2 separate regions of the Mus musculus genome follow, and region 1 is linked to region 2. Evidence: chromatin contacts called from public HiChIP or PLAC-seq data. All regions are on one chromosome and are shown on one strand. Each heading gives the region's core, a stretch centred on a gene start, on an enhancer-like site or on the middle of the called end of the contact. The rest is flanking DNA. Distances are from core to core; before and after follow the strand shown. Region 1 overlaps Ttll11 (tubulin tyrosine ligase-like family, member 11). Region 2 overlaps Dab2ip (disabled 2 interacting protein).

Region 1 (6,188 bases), core at 3,286-5,785, 210 kb after region 2:
GGGTCTGTGGTATCAAAGCCACCATTCCAAAATCTGCCATCTGCTTGGATCTGCCAGTGACAGAACAAGCCTGCAGGGTCCTCACAGGCAGGTCCCATTTTCAGAAGATATTTGACTATACAAAGCTTTTTCTGGTGCTGGTCACAAACAAACAAACAAACAAACAGTCCTGTCTTCTGTTACTCCTCATTTTGGTCTACATGGTCATATTAAATAATACTCCTATTGTAGAGCTGTTTCTTCCAGACTGAAGCACCCTCGTGGAGAGAGGAGGCGGTGTTTCCCAAGACTCATAAGAAGGGTACCAGCCCCATCCCCACAATTATGTGAGCAGTGTGCAGTTGCAGGGAGAGGAGACTCTGGTGAAGCTACTTGCCAGTTGCTCAAGTGGTCCAGCAATGCAGTTTTTGCATGTCACCACCCTCTGGCAGCCAGAAGAGGGTGCCAGATCTGTTGGAGCTGGAGTTACAGGTGGTCATGAGCCGCCCTGCATGGGTGTTGGGAACCAAACTTGGGTCCTCCACAAGAGCAGCTTGTGCTTTTAACCACAGAGGCAGAACCCCAGCCCCTGTAAGAAGAGCAGATTCCTCCATGTGGCCTTACCACATGTGCTGCCTCATCACAGGTCCATAAACACCAGAGACAACCCATTTTGTACTGAAACTTCCAAAATCATGAGCCAAAATAAGGTGACTTAAGGATTCCTTCTAACTATGAGAGCTGACTAGCCTGTCTGGAGAGCGGAGACAGAACCCTCCCTAAGACACAAGGTGGGGTGGATCGTAGGGTCAGTTCCCACATCACACTGATCAAGGGAGGAAGAGAAATACTATTTTTAAAGGGCAAGGAGGCTGGAGCAACACATTAGCAGTGATGTTTTGGGGGAAGAGGGAAGCTGTTGATTAATACCAAGCAACTATAGCACAAATGCCACAGGGGCCTTTACAGGGCCTTCTCTGGGCATGCATCAGTCTCAGCTCAGCTCCAGTGAGACTAACGAGGGATCTGGCATGAGCCAAGCCTGGTTCAAACCCTGACTTTGCCCAAGTCCTGGGGCAAACACAGAAACAGTCAAATGGCATCACGATACTTGGTAGGGTTAGGGTCTAAATTAAACCAGAAAGTTCCTGACTAAAGTAACCCTCAGTGAATCCAGTGGCCATGATGACAGGGAGGACAGAGGAGCCAGCAAGAAGCCACGGGTGTCCACTTCTTTTCATTCCCGAGTGTTCCTCATGGGCTGCCTCTAACACCGGCACTGTCCTTTGAAGCCTGATGGCTTACGGACATGCCAGGCCTGTGTCAAATTCCCACCAATGATTTCTCAGCATAAATTAACTGGCACAAATGCTTTGAAATGGCTGCTACAGAATTATGTGACAGCTTCCAGGAGAACATATAAAAATAGAATCAGAGAATGGCTATTCGAGATGCACAGAGGTTTCTCATTAATTTAATTTCTCCTTTCCTTCTGGCTTGTGATCCTTCTTTGTACGAGCTAACGAGGAGGAAGGTGGGAGCAAGCACCAGGTGCCCGGCTATTGAAATAAGTAGTGCTAACAAACAGCAAAAAGAATTCCAGATTAGCTAAAAAAAAGAAAAACTGTCATAAAACATAACAGTATTTCTTTATACTTATATGGAAACAATTTATGTAAATCTATACCATTTACCGAGGAAGTCTGTGTGCTGCTGTGTCATCTGCCTTATTGTTATATATTGAGCACACAAGGGTGGCACATCCATCTATCAGCCCTCTCCATTTTCACAGCAACCCACCATTATGGCTCCTTCTGTGGATGGGGTGCAGTGTGGGCAAGGGGATCCCATGGCTGAACATGGGAGACTAGAATTGGAACCTAAGTCTGCTTCTGTTTGTCAGGGGTGCTGTTCTCTGAGCCTCATTTCAGCCCAGGATTGGGGTCGAGGAAGACAGTGTGCAGGGGGGCCCAGACACCCACTGCCTCCCCATTCCTACTGACTACAGGCCTGACTCTGGTTCCCCACAGTCCTGCACATGGGTTACAGAGAAAACCTCACTCAGATTCAACATCGGAAGAGTCATTTTTCTGAAGCGCCCCCCCCACCCCGTTACCTCTTCCATAATGAGGGTGAAATGCAGGTTCTCTTTTCTTTATTTTTTTTTTATCTTATTCTCAAATAATTCTGAAGCTAGGTGGAAGCGAGGGCTCCTCTGGCTTCCCTCCATGCTCCCAGGTGGTGCGCTGGTCTGATGCTATTTGTATTCTGATGCTAATCACTGGCTCTCAAGATCTGCCCCCACCCCCCAGCGTCCTCACTGATGAGCAGACCCTCATGCACACCGAGTGATGCTATATAAACCTTGTTCCCCAATTTAACTGATCAATAAAATGCCAGAGCCTGTGATTGGGCTTTAGAGGGAGAAAGGTGGGGCTTGAGGATCGAGTTGGGGTGGGGGGTTGCAGGGAGAGAGAGGGAAGAGGAAAGAAGAGAGGATGTGTCGAATGGAGGACGGCAGTATGAGAGGAGATGGACCAGGGAAACAACAAGTAACAAGGGACAAATGGCTGGGAAATGAGTTAGAATAGCTCCAGACCTAGGCTTATGGCTTGTGATAAAATAAATAAAATACCTGGACTGTGTGTCTTTTATATAGGCTAGCTGGAATGGTATAGTTCACTTACAGTGCCATATGAGTTCCAATTTACAAGAGGCTTACGCATGGTCAGGTGTGTGATAAATAAATATTAAGCTGTATGAGGGTGATTTTCTTAACTCTGATTAATCCACATAGTTTAATGGGAAAAGGGGGGATGAGTAATATTACAAAAATGTCTTAAGTGTGAAACAAACCAGAAGAGGAAACATAAATCCAAATGAATGCACTGACCGTAAAGAGGGTACTAAACTTTCCCCAATTTAGAGGCCAGAATCTAAGGTGCAGTATAAGGTAACCTGAATACCAACAAGTGCCAAGAACCGATATTTTCCAACCACCAAGCAGGAGCTAAAACCAGTTTATTTGGACACAAGAAAGTCCTCATAATACACAAACTCCCAAACCCAACAGACCTCATGTGGGGTGTGACTACACTCACAAGCCAAGTGTTACTGGGGCTTCTATTATCTGGACCCTGTCCAGGAACTACCTGTTGCTGGAGCGAGGCCCTGGGTGACAGCCCAAGACTGACTGCAATGCCCCAATAACAGCGTTGATGGATTTTGGGAACAGGAAGGACCCTCAGCAGCTGTTCTGGTTTAACATCTATGGCTATGACGAAATATCTGGACAAAAGCGACTAGGGGAGGGAGGGGTTTGTTCAGCTTACATGTCCCAGTTCCATCCATCACTGAGAGGAGTCAAGGCAGGGCTTAGGCAGCTAGCTCCCTATGCATCCACAGCCAAGAGCAGAGACAGAACACACACCCATGCTGGCTTGCTGCGTGCTCGGCTACGACTCATCGCTCTCAGACAGTTCAGGCTTTAGTCCATGAAGTGGGATCACCTTCACGTAGGATTAGATCTACCAATCTCAGTTAATAATAGTCAAGACAATCCCCCACAGACTAATCTGTTCTAGGGAATCCCTCAGTTGAGACACCCCTCTCAGGTGATGTCAAGTTAACAGTTAAAACTAACCAGGGGATGGACCCAGGAGAGGACCCATACAGCTGTTCACAAATGCCTGTTACTCCAGTTCCAAGGACCCAAAGCTCCCTTCTGACCTCTGTGGGCATGGCACACATTTGATGCAAGGCATGCACACAAGCAAAACATCCCTACACATAAAAAATAAAACAACAGCACAGCAGTGGAGCTGAGGAGATGCAGAGAGCTGCACACACAATATTATCTTTGCATCCACAGGCCCAATATAGCACCTGGCTCATAGCATGCATCAAAGAGCAAGCCAGTGGTAGAGCCAGGGAGACTCAAGATCTCCCTCCTGATCTCAAACTCACAACATAGCTCAGGTTGGGCCTGAACTCATCATAGTTCTTCTGCCTTCCAAAGGAAAGGCTGGGATTTCATGTATGAGCATCATATCTGGAATATTACTCATAGAGACACTGTTGTCTGGTCTTCACCAACACTACGTATTCGTAGTACTGTAATCAAAGGTCAACTGAACAGGCTTCCAACATCAACGGAAAGATGCCTCATAGACAGCTGGTACAACCTGTAGCCAGACCATGGGAGACACAGAGATCACATCTAAAATAGCTAAGTGTAGGGACCAGGACCAATCTCTTCCCTAAATGCACACACTAGCTCGAAAATTTGGAAGATGCTAGTCATAAACTTGGGCAGAGGATCCGCGCAAAGCCTCACAGTGGTATCTTTATGAAGCATCCAGATTACAACAACACCGGGAAGTGGCCTTCTATATCTGCAACTATTTTAAGAACCACAAATCCTATTTCTCTTCTTCAAACTAATTAACGTTTATAAGCAGGACTGAAGTGTTTCTTGTGACTGCCACAGGAGAAGCAGATCCCTGCAGTTGGAAGCAAGTGGCAGGGTGGTGAGAGACTGTCAGAAACACTTCTCGAAAGCACAGCTACAGTAGACAGGAGCTACAGCTCCCAATTAGGCTGGCCTCCAATATCCGGCACCTCATATCTAATGGTTTAAAAGCAACCAGCGAAATTTGCAGAGTCCAAGGGTTTTTAAAAGATGAAATCTTCCTTCTTATTTTTATCTCTCTCTTCCAAATGATAAATCATCGTGCTTATAAAAGCTGCGGGTTTGGGGACACGGCAGAGAGTAGAGACGAGCAAACCTCACGCCGGGAAAGGGTAGAGATTTGGCCAAGGTCAGCTTCAGAGTGCCTGGGACCCTCAAAGCCCAGGACCTTGCCTCCTAGCTGAGTCAGAGCTACCTTCCCCAGGAGACTGCCTGTGTTAAGGGTCCCTGCCCATGCAGTGTGACAAAAACTTCATGGAAATTAGAGGGATGCATTTTCAATGTGAGGCACGAACAGACCGAATACTTTGCATCGGGGAGCATGTTAATTAAACTAGGAACATGGGCACTGTTGACTTCCTTCAGTCTTGCTGAACTCTTGTTAAACTATCCATTTGTTTAGATAAATTCCTGTCTTCAGAAAATAAAATACACATGACTTGAATGGAGGAAACTTGTATACAGTTTGCCCTCTGCATCTGTGAGGTCTGTGTCCAAGGATTCAACCAAGGATGGGCGATCCTCGGGAAAGAAGCCACATTTTTACTGACTGTGAATATCCTATTTTCAAAGAGTCCTTTCCTGAACAATACAGCATAGCAACTGCATAGGCAACACTTACATTGTATTAGGTATTACAAGGAATCTGCAGCTCATCTAAAGTCTATGGGGGGAGGTATGTGGGTTACACGCAGACACTCTGCTCTTCTATGTAAGGGACTTGAGCATCCACAGGTTTTGGTACCATGGGGAATGCTGGGAAGGACAACTGTATGTATCTATTTGTGAGGATTGTAATAACGTTAATGCTAGTGATATTAGCCTTATGTGTTCAGCACTGTGGTAGTAAATGAGATTAGCAAACAGGCTAATTATCAAACAATTACCACTCATGAAATGCTTCCCATATCCAGGCAGTGTGTGCCGTGGGTTAGACGCAGTGGCTCACTTTACCATTGCAACATTCCTGCTAAGCAGCTTTTTACCATTACAGACATTTTACTGATGGAGAAACCAAGGCTCAGGGAAGTCAACTGCCCCAGATTTCACAGAGAGCAAGGGGAAAAGCTGTTCTCAAATCCAGGCCCAGAGGACTCTTAAACCTTCTGCCTCTGGCAGCACAGACTACAACATCCCAGTCTGTAAAAAAAGGGATTGCTTCAAATTCTATTTCCAGCAAGGACATTTGGAGATCCAAGGGTAAACTAAGGGGTTGGAGGATGACTTGTCCTCCATGGCCATCTTGGCCTTGTCCTGGCAGGGAGCAGAGGAAAGGAGAGCTCACTGGTCAGGGCAATTGGATAAAACAGAAACACGAGGAGGCCAGAGCTCCAGCGAAATATGGGAGCAAGGTAGGATTTGTCTACTGTTCTGTTTTAAAATAGTCATGAAGCAAAGGGAGGCACTTCCACATTCAATAATTTGATGGCTAAAATCTGCAAGTTATATTTACTGATCATAAAGGAAGGACATGTTCCTAGAAGGACCGAGGTTCAAATCAGCAGCCTTGCAAGCTGCT
Region 2 (6,377 bases), core at 351-2,850:
ATCATATGGAGGCATTTTCTTAATTGGGAGTTTCTCCTCTCAAATGACTTACCTGTATCAAGTTTACATAAAACTAGCCAGCTCCCCTTGAGCCTCACATCTACTCATCATCTGTCAAGTGTGTTCTGTCCAACCTGCAGGTACTGAGGCCTGGCTCCTCACCTGCCTCTTCATTAGTCCAGAAGCTCTGAGTGGGGTGAGGTGGTGAGCTGGGAATGGCTGGTGAATCCATGCATGATCTGAGACAGGTGTCCCCAAATTGGGGACACTCAGCAAACCCTTCAACACCTTGGGCCCCTCCTTAAGGGGTCACTAGAGGATCCTGTACCTATGGGGATTGTTTTTTTTGGGGGGGGGGATCCAAGCGTTTCAGCCTCCATCCTGACATCCAGCCATTGCCTGTCCGCCTTAGGGGGTCTAGATGGCCAGAGTGCTAGTAGGCGCGCTGGCCGTTTGGAGGACCTGCTCTCCCAGCCTTAGTTTCTTTCCTTCATCTGAGTAACCGCTCCTGTCAGTCCCCCCGACGGGGCGGGGTGTGAGGAATCCTCCTGGAGGTTGGGGGGTGTGGCCTGGTTGCAGAGGAAGGTGAGGTGAGGGGCTGTTGGTGGCGCAAGCCACTCAACCCGCCCCCACCCCCCAGCCTTGCCGCCCTTCCCTCTCAGCGCCGGGGGCGGAGGGGGGGGCTCGGGCATCCTCGGCCACGGTCGGAGGCACTCGGCTCTGTCGCCATGGCAACGGCGGCTTAGGGGCGGGGGCGACGTGGCGGGCTGGGCCGGCCGGCGGGCGGCGCGGGGTGGGCTGGGCCGCGCTGCGCGGGCCGGGCCGTCGGCGCTCGGTCGGCGGGCGGGCGGCGGCGCGGGCCGCGAGCTGCTGGGGCCGAGCCCGGCCCGCCGTGGGCCGCGAGGGTGCGGGTCCCGGCCCGCCGCCGCCGCGCTAACCCCGCCTCCCCTTCCCCCTCTTGTCGCCCCGCGCGCAGGGCTTCCTCAGCCGCCGCCTCAAGGGCTCCATCAAGCGCACCAAGAGCCAGCCCAAACTGGACCGCAACCACAGCTTCCGCCACATCCTGCCGGGGTTCCGGAGCGCAGCCGCCGCCGCCGCGGACAATGAGAGGTGAGCCCGTCGCCGCCCCGGCTGCGCCCCGAGGGCGCGGGGACAAAGCCGGAGCCGGGCAGGGCACTCTCCCGCGGGAGTGACGCCTCGCCAGCCTCCGGGAACTCCGGGAACGGGGCCCCCGTCGTGCTGGGGGACCGGGACTGTACCCTTCGTTGCTTTCACCGGCGCACCTAGGAGGGTGCTGGAGGTCCGGGGTGAGGCCGGGCAGCAAGTGCCCTCTCGGGCATGTGGGGTCCTGCCTCGCCTGGCCGAGGTGGGCATTGTTTTCTGAGCAGTGCTGTGCCTAGAGGTAGGGACGGAAGTGGTGCCTCCACCCTCAGGACCCATCCCCGGCCTACCGAGTCCCTCGCTGTCCGATACAAAAGGCATTTTCGGCTGGTTTTTGCCCAGACCCGGCAGCGCTCGTGGCGCGGAAAAGGGTGAACATCTGGAGGGGAGGAGCAGGGGGCTGGGCCGCTTAGGGGGCACATCTGCGCTAAGTAGGGCACGTGCTCCGCTGGGGGCTGGGGCGAGCCGAGCAGGCAGTGGCCAGGCGCTCGGTTAATGGGTATAACCTAAGACCCGGGAAAATGGGCCTTCCCCCTACAGTCTGGGCAGCTGCTCCCCTTCTTTACCTCCCGCTCCCAGGGGTGTCTTCTGTTCCCTGCTTCCTTCTGGGCAAGCTGAGAGCAGGTGTGGAAATTCCAGGGGGAGGTGGCTTGTGGGGCGAAGGGGAGGGGAGGAGGTTGTTGAGCCTGCTTTGGAGTCACTGGCAACGTGCAGGCTTCAGCTCGCAAGGGCAAGCCATCCTGTCCGTGCGGGGGCACTGGGCGGGCACAGCCTCTGGGGGCCCTGGTTCGCATCCTTGAGTCGTGTCAGCCACAGGCACCTTTCCACTTAGGCACAAGCAGTGATGGATTCCTGTGCCAGTTAGAACGTGTCGTGGAGGTGAAGGAACCAGTAGGCTCCAAGGAGCCTTTTCAGCATTCAGCCCCAACATCTTAGGCTCCTGGCATCTGCCTTCCCGGGTCTGTGTCCGTTTTACCATTGGCGAGTTGGCACTTCTTGTGTGGGAGGCACAGGTTGAATGATAATGTCTTTCCTTTCCTCCTTGGTTCCAGCAAGCAAGGAGTCCAAGTTATCCTAACTCCTGCCCAAGGTGGTGTGACGTTTAACTGACACCTAACATCTACCCCAGGGCACCCCTCCCACATCCCAATTAGAACCACTAGACCTTCCATCAGCCTAGAGCTGTTCTTCAGTGCATCCCCACCACTGTCTGCACCTGGCTTCCCGCCCCGGCTGCCAAGCCCAGCCTAAGGCAGGACCCCCCACCCCCAACCTTTCACTGATGGCTATGGTGCCCCAGGGGACCAGGCGTTCCCTGGCAGGAAGATGCATCCAGGCCAGAGCTCGGTGCTGGGTGCAGCCACTGCGTCTTTGAAAATCTCCATCTCCATTCCCATCTTTGTTATTATTGTCTGTCTGGGCGGCAGGCCACCCGGTTTGCTGCCTTCCTCTCCGGCCCCCACCTCCGGCTGTCTCCCCCAAAGAACATGCCCTTCTCTGCGCTTTCCCTGGCAGGGGTCCGGACCCTCTGTTCTCGCATGCGGGGGCTTGTGTACGTACCCCATTTTGTGTGCATGTGGCGGTTGTCCGGGAGCAGGAGAGAAAGCAGGCAGCCCAGGTCTCTGAGTGTGTCTGCCCTCTTGAGAGCAAGCGGCATGCATGTCGTGTTTACCTTCCACCGCTGGGAAGCCCGCACCAAAAAGCCAGCAGTTGCTTGGCTAGCAACCCTAGTCAGAGTCGGGGCTTCGCTAGGGTGACCTCAGAAACATCCCGTGGCCCCTGGTCTCAGGTTAGCTGTGTTACATGGAGGGGGAGGGGGAGTCGGGTTTCAGAGAAACTACAAATCCATTTCTGGAAATGTGAACGGCTGCAAGAAGAGCTGAATGTCATTGGCAGTGGTGTGGAATTGTCTTTTTAAATTTTTCTGTAAACAATCTGTCCTAGTGGCCTCTCTGGCACCAGAAGGGAGCTCAGATTTCCCTCGAACAGTCAGGCAGACTGGGTGTGAATCCCTCTACCCAGTCTAGAAGCTGAAATGGGCTTTGCCAGGACTGGGGTCTTGTTTTGTTGCTTTGTTCAGGAATTGATCTGCTGGTTGCTGTTGGGTGAGTGGGCAGATGTTTCTCTGGGGCAGTCCTGGAGTCATCATTCTTGGGAGTTGAGTGACATCAACTGTGGTGGATCCACCCCCACCCTCTAATTTCATGATCAAACCTGGGTGAGTGGACAGTGCCTCTTCATTCTTGTGGGTGTTGTGCTGCCCAAGTGCAGTAGAAGGAACAGAGCAAGGAGAGGTTGAGCCTCCTCTCCAGGCTCTCCCTCTGACTGCCATGCCTCCCCTGGGATAAATACAGAGACACCAAGCAGAGAGTGGATGGAGGGCAAGGATGGAGAGGGGTCAGAGGCTTCCAGGTTGCATGTATGAGCCCTGATCCCAGTGACCCTCCCATGGGATGAACAATTTAGGACTATCTGGTTATTCCTGTGAGTGTAACTGGGTGAATCTGTCTGGTTTGTATGACTGCTAAGGAGGTGTTGTTGCATGTTAGTCTGTGCACTCTGTGACTGCTATGTTGGACAGGTCGTTTTTTGTTCTGGAATCCTCCACCCAGATGTGTAGATCAAACCCTCCCTGGTTTACAGGTTGGAAACCAGGTGGTTCTATGCCGGAATCTCTGGGAATCCTGGGAAGGAAGTCTGCCCTAGGTGTGGGCTGCTACTGTTTGGTGGTGAGGCTTGGGTCATGCCATCAGGGACTTGAGGGCTCAGGGCTACAGGACAGGTTTGAGCCTTTCTACTTGTTCTACTGAAAATGGCTCCAGGGGAGGGTCCTAACCGGTCTCCATGACCCCTGGGCCTCTCAGACACCCGTTTCTCCTTTGGAGGCTTAGGCAGTGAGCACCAGCGACAGGACAGGTAATCATTTCTCCTGGTAGCAGAAATGAGTGCTGGCCAGAGCGCTTTCCAGGTGAGCAGGGTGCTGGCAGAGCGCTTCCTCTTGCTTGCTGGAGGTGTTGCTGCTTCATTTACAGGTTGGTTTTAATGTTGGTAAGAGCAATAAAAGATACCATGGCTCTGCCTTCCCAGAATCAAGTCGCTTGCTCATTTATTTATGCTTCTGAGCTAGGAGGTCAGCTGACATCCTTATCCCCCTTTTCTCCTGACACCATTTCTAGGTGACTCTGGCCCCCTACTCAATTCAGTAAGTGTGCCCCCACCCCACCCCCATTTTCTGTCTGTACTCCAGAAATGGCAGAACCCTCTTCACTTTTGCCAGTTGGCCTAGTGCAGCACATAGCTTGGAAGGGTGGGTGGTCAGGAGCAGCTAGGCAAGGCTGGTGTGTGTGCAGTTAGAGCTGCCCTGTCCGTTCCAGGGAATTTGCAGAACTCAATTTCCACATCTGAAAGTTACTCAGGGAGGGATTCCAGGTGTGTAGAACCAGGGAGGGGCGGTAATTGGAAGTTGGGAGTGGGGGTGGTTACAGGGACCTCCCTGGCCCTGAGTAGGCAGATATAAATTCTGTTTCCAGGGGTGAGGGCATCCGTGGAGGAAGAAACAGGAAGCAGGGTGAAGAACAGGTGGAAGACAGAGCCTGTGCTGATTGATGCTGGGCCTTTGCAGTCTCAGGGCTGATTCCTGTCCTGCTAAGCACAGGGATGGGAGGTCAGGTCCTTGTCTGCATTCCTTTTGAACTGGTCAGTGAAGAATAGGGTCTGCGAGATGCAGTTTAGACAGCTACTAGGTATAATGGGCATATGTGTGTGAGCTTTGGCTTCCAAGCCATCCCTGGAACAAGTCACCCAGGCTTTGGGAGCCTTATTTTATACATCTGCAAAGTGAGCACAATGAAAATTATGATGGAGATACTGGTATCATACATTCAATATTTAATCACACACACACACTCCTGTCTCATTTCATGAAGTTTCCTTAGCATTTAATACTAGGTCTCACACATTTCATAAATGTTTCTAAAATTTGATGAAGTTAAAACATAATGTGTGAAAGAAGTTAGCCTAACTGTAGTATTTCAGCAAGTGTCGACAGGAGGAAGCCATTTTGCTTGGTAGGCAGGAGGAAGCCATTTTGCTTGGTAGGCCTCAGTTTTCTCATCTGTAGACTGGACTAACAGTCACTCACGTGGTATCATTCCAGAATTCTAGAGAGCTTGTAGATGCTGCTGCTCCTGGTAGAAGGAGCTGAGTGGTAATGGAGAAGAGGGATGCTGACCTTGAACAAAGCAAAGCCAGAGGCCTAGGAAAGGGGCCTTTTTCCCAGCCTTGCCTGGGAGGGAAGATCTTCCCTATGTGGTTTACCAACCTATTCTAAATGCCTGTTGTTCCAGCTCCTTCTGAGCCATCAGCCTTTAGGTTTACTTTTTCTTTATGAATTTAAAGCCTTGTGCATTACCCATCCGCATCCCTCTCATCTTCTCTAGGCATAATGTTTTAAGAGTTACTAAGCCAAAGAATATGGAGTTTGAAGTTTTTGACACACACACACACACACACACACACACACACACACACACACACCATATCAAAATCCTCTAATGGCTTATTTCCTGCCAGTGAGCTTTGAGAGTGACCACCTGTTGGCGTTTCTTCATACCCTCTAAGAGATGAGTTGTCTGTCATTAAAATGGACTCTCTTTTTGGAGAGGCAGGAAAAAACGACATTTCTTTATTCGCATTAATTTGCTTGTTAGTGGCTGAGTGCTAGCTGCTCTCCTGAGTCAAGTGGCCAGTGGTGCTGTTTCCTGCAGACTCATCTCTTCTGTCCTTGTGTTCTGCATTTCCCACACAGCCCTTTGCAGGACTTTCAGTTGCCCTGTCAGGCCTTCCTTAGCACTGGGAGGCCTTGTGTGGGTGGGCCCTCCATGTTATATGAGCTATAATGGGAAATTCATTAACTCCTGGTGAGAAAGGCTCACCTGGCTCTCATCTCTTTCCTCCTCCCCTTCTCCCTCCCCCAACATAAGAGAATCAGATTTAATTCTAAACCAATAATCATTATGAAGAAGCTTATATTTAGGGCATCTGTCCTTCAGCATAGGCAGGCAGAGAAGGGGCTGAAAGGTCCAGGGAAACTGAGGCCAGGCATGTTGTAATCAGATTCCTCCTTGTGCACCGCTTTACCTGGGGTCTCCTGAGCACAACCAGGCCTAACCAGAGCCATGGACGCAATTCTCAGCCTCGTCTCCCGAGGAGAGGGA

The links. HiChIP or PLAC-seq counts read pairs in DNA pulled down with a chosen protein or histone mark.
Region 1: a contact with region 2 is called in an H3K4me3 HiChIP or PLAC-seq map of forebrain, with 3 times the contacts expected there. The contact joins two enhancer-like sites. A contact is called at or near these places in 1 of 15 datasets of contacts at CTCF or cohesin (large pre-B cells), 5 of 484 Hi-C or Micro-C datasets (the HL-1 cell line, the HPC-7 cell line, the N1E-115 cell line and 2 more), 9 of 115 datasets of contacts at active chromatin or transcription factors (double positive thymocytes, embryonic basal ganglia, embryonic forebrain and 5 more) and 4 of 9 other capture datasets (adipose tissue, embryonic stem cells, liver and 1 more).

The regions. Positions count from the first base shown.
Region 1 is chr2:35,871,241-35,877,428 of GRCm38.p6, forward strand. All of the region lies in intron 6 of Ttll11 (tubulin tyrosine ligase-like family, member 11), which reads right to left. Among named protein-coding and RNA genes, the nearest start is that of Gm35396, 9.3 kb to the right of the region's middle. Within about 2 kb of position 4,536, at least 13 of the 459 cell types and tissues checked have an H3K27ac peak or open chromatin away from gene starts, as enhancers often do. A contact at or near this core is called in the N1E-115 cell line and forebrain, where this site is marked.
Region 2 is chr2:35,660,516-35,666,892 of GRCm38.p6, forward strand. Dab2ip (disabled 2 interacting protein) reads left to right here. Exons shown (of 16, transcript NM_001114124.2): 3 at 977-1,110. Among named protein-coding and RNA genes, the nearest start is that of Dab2ip, 42 kb to the left of the region's middle. Within about 2 kb of position 1,601, at least 263 of the 459 cell types and tissues checked have an H3K27ac peak or open chromatin away from gene starts, as enhancers often do. A contact at or near this core is called in the N1E-115 cell line and forebrain, where this site is marked.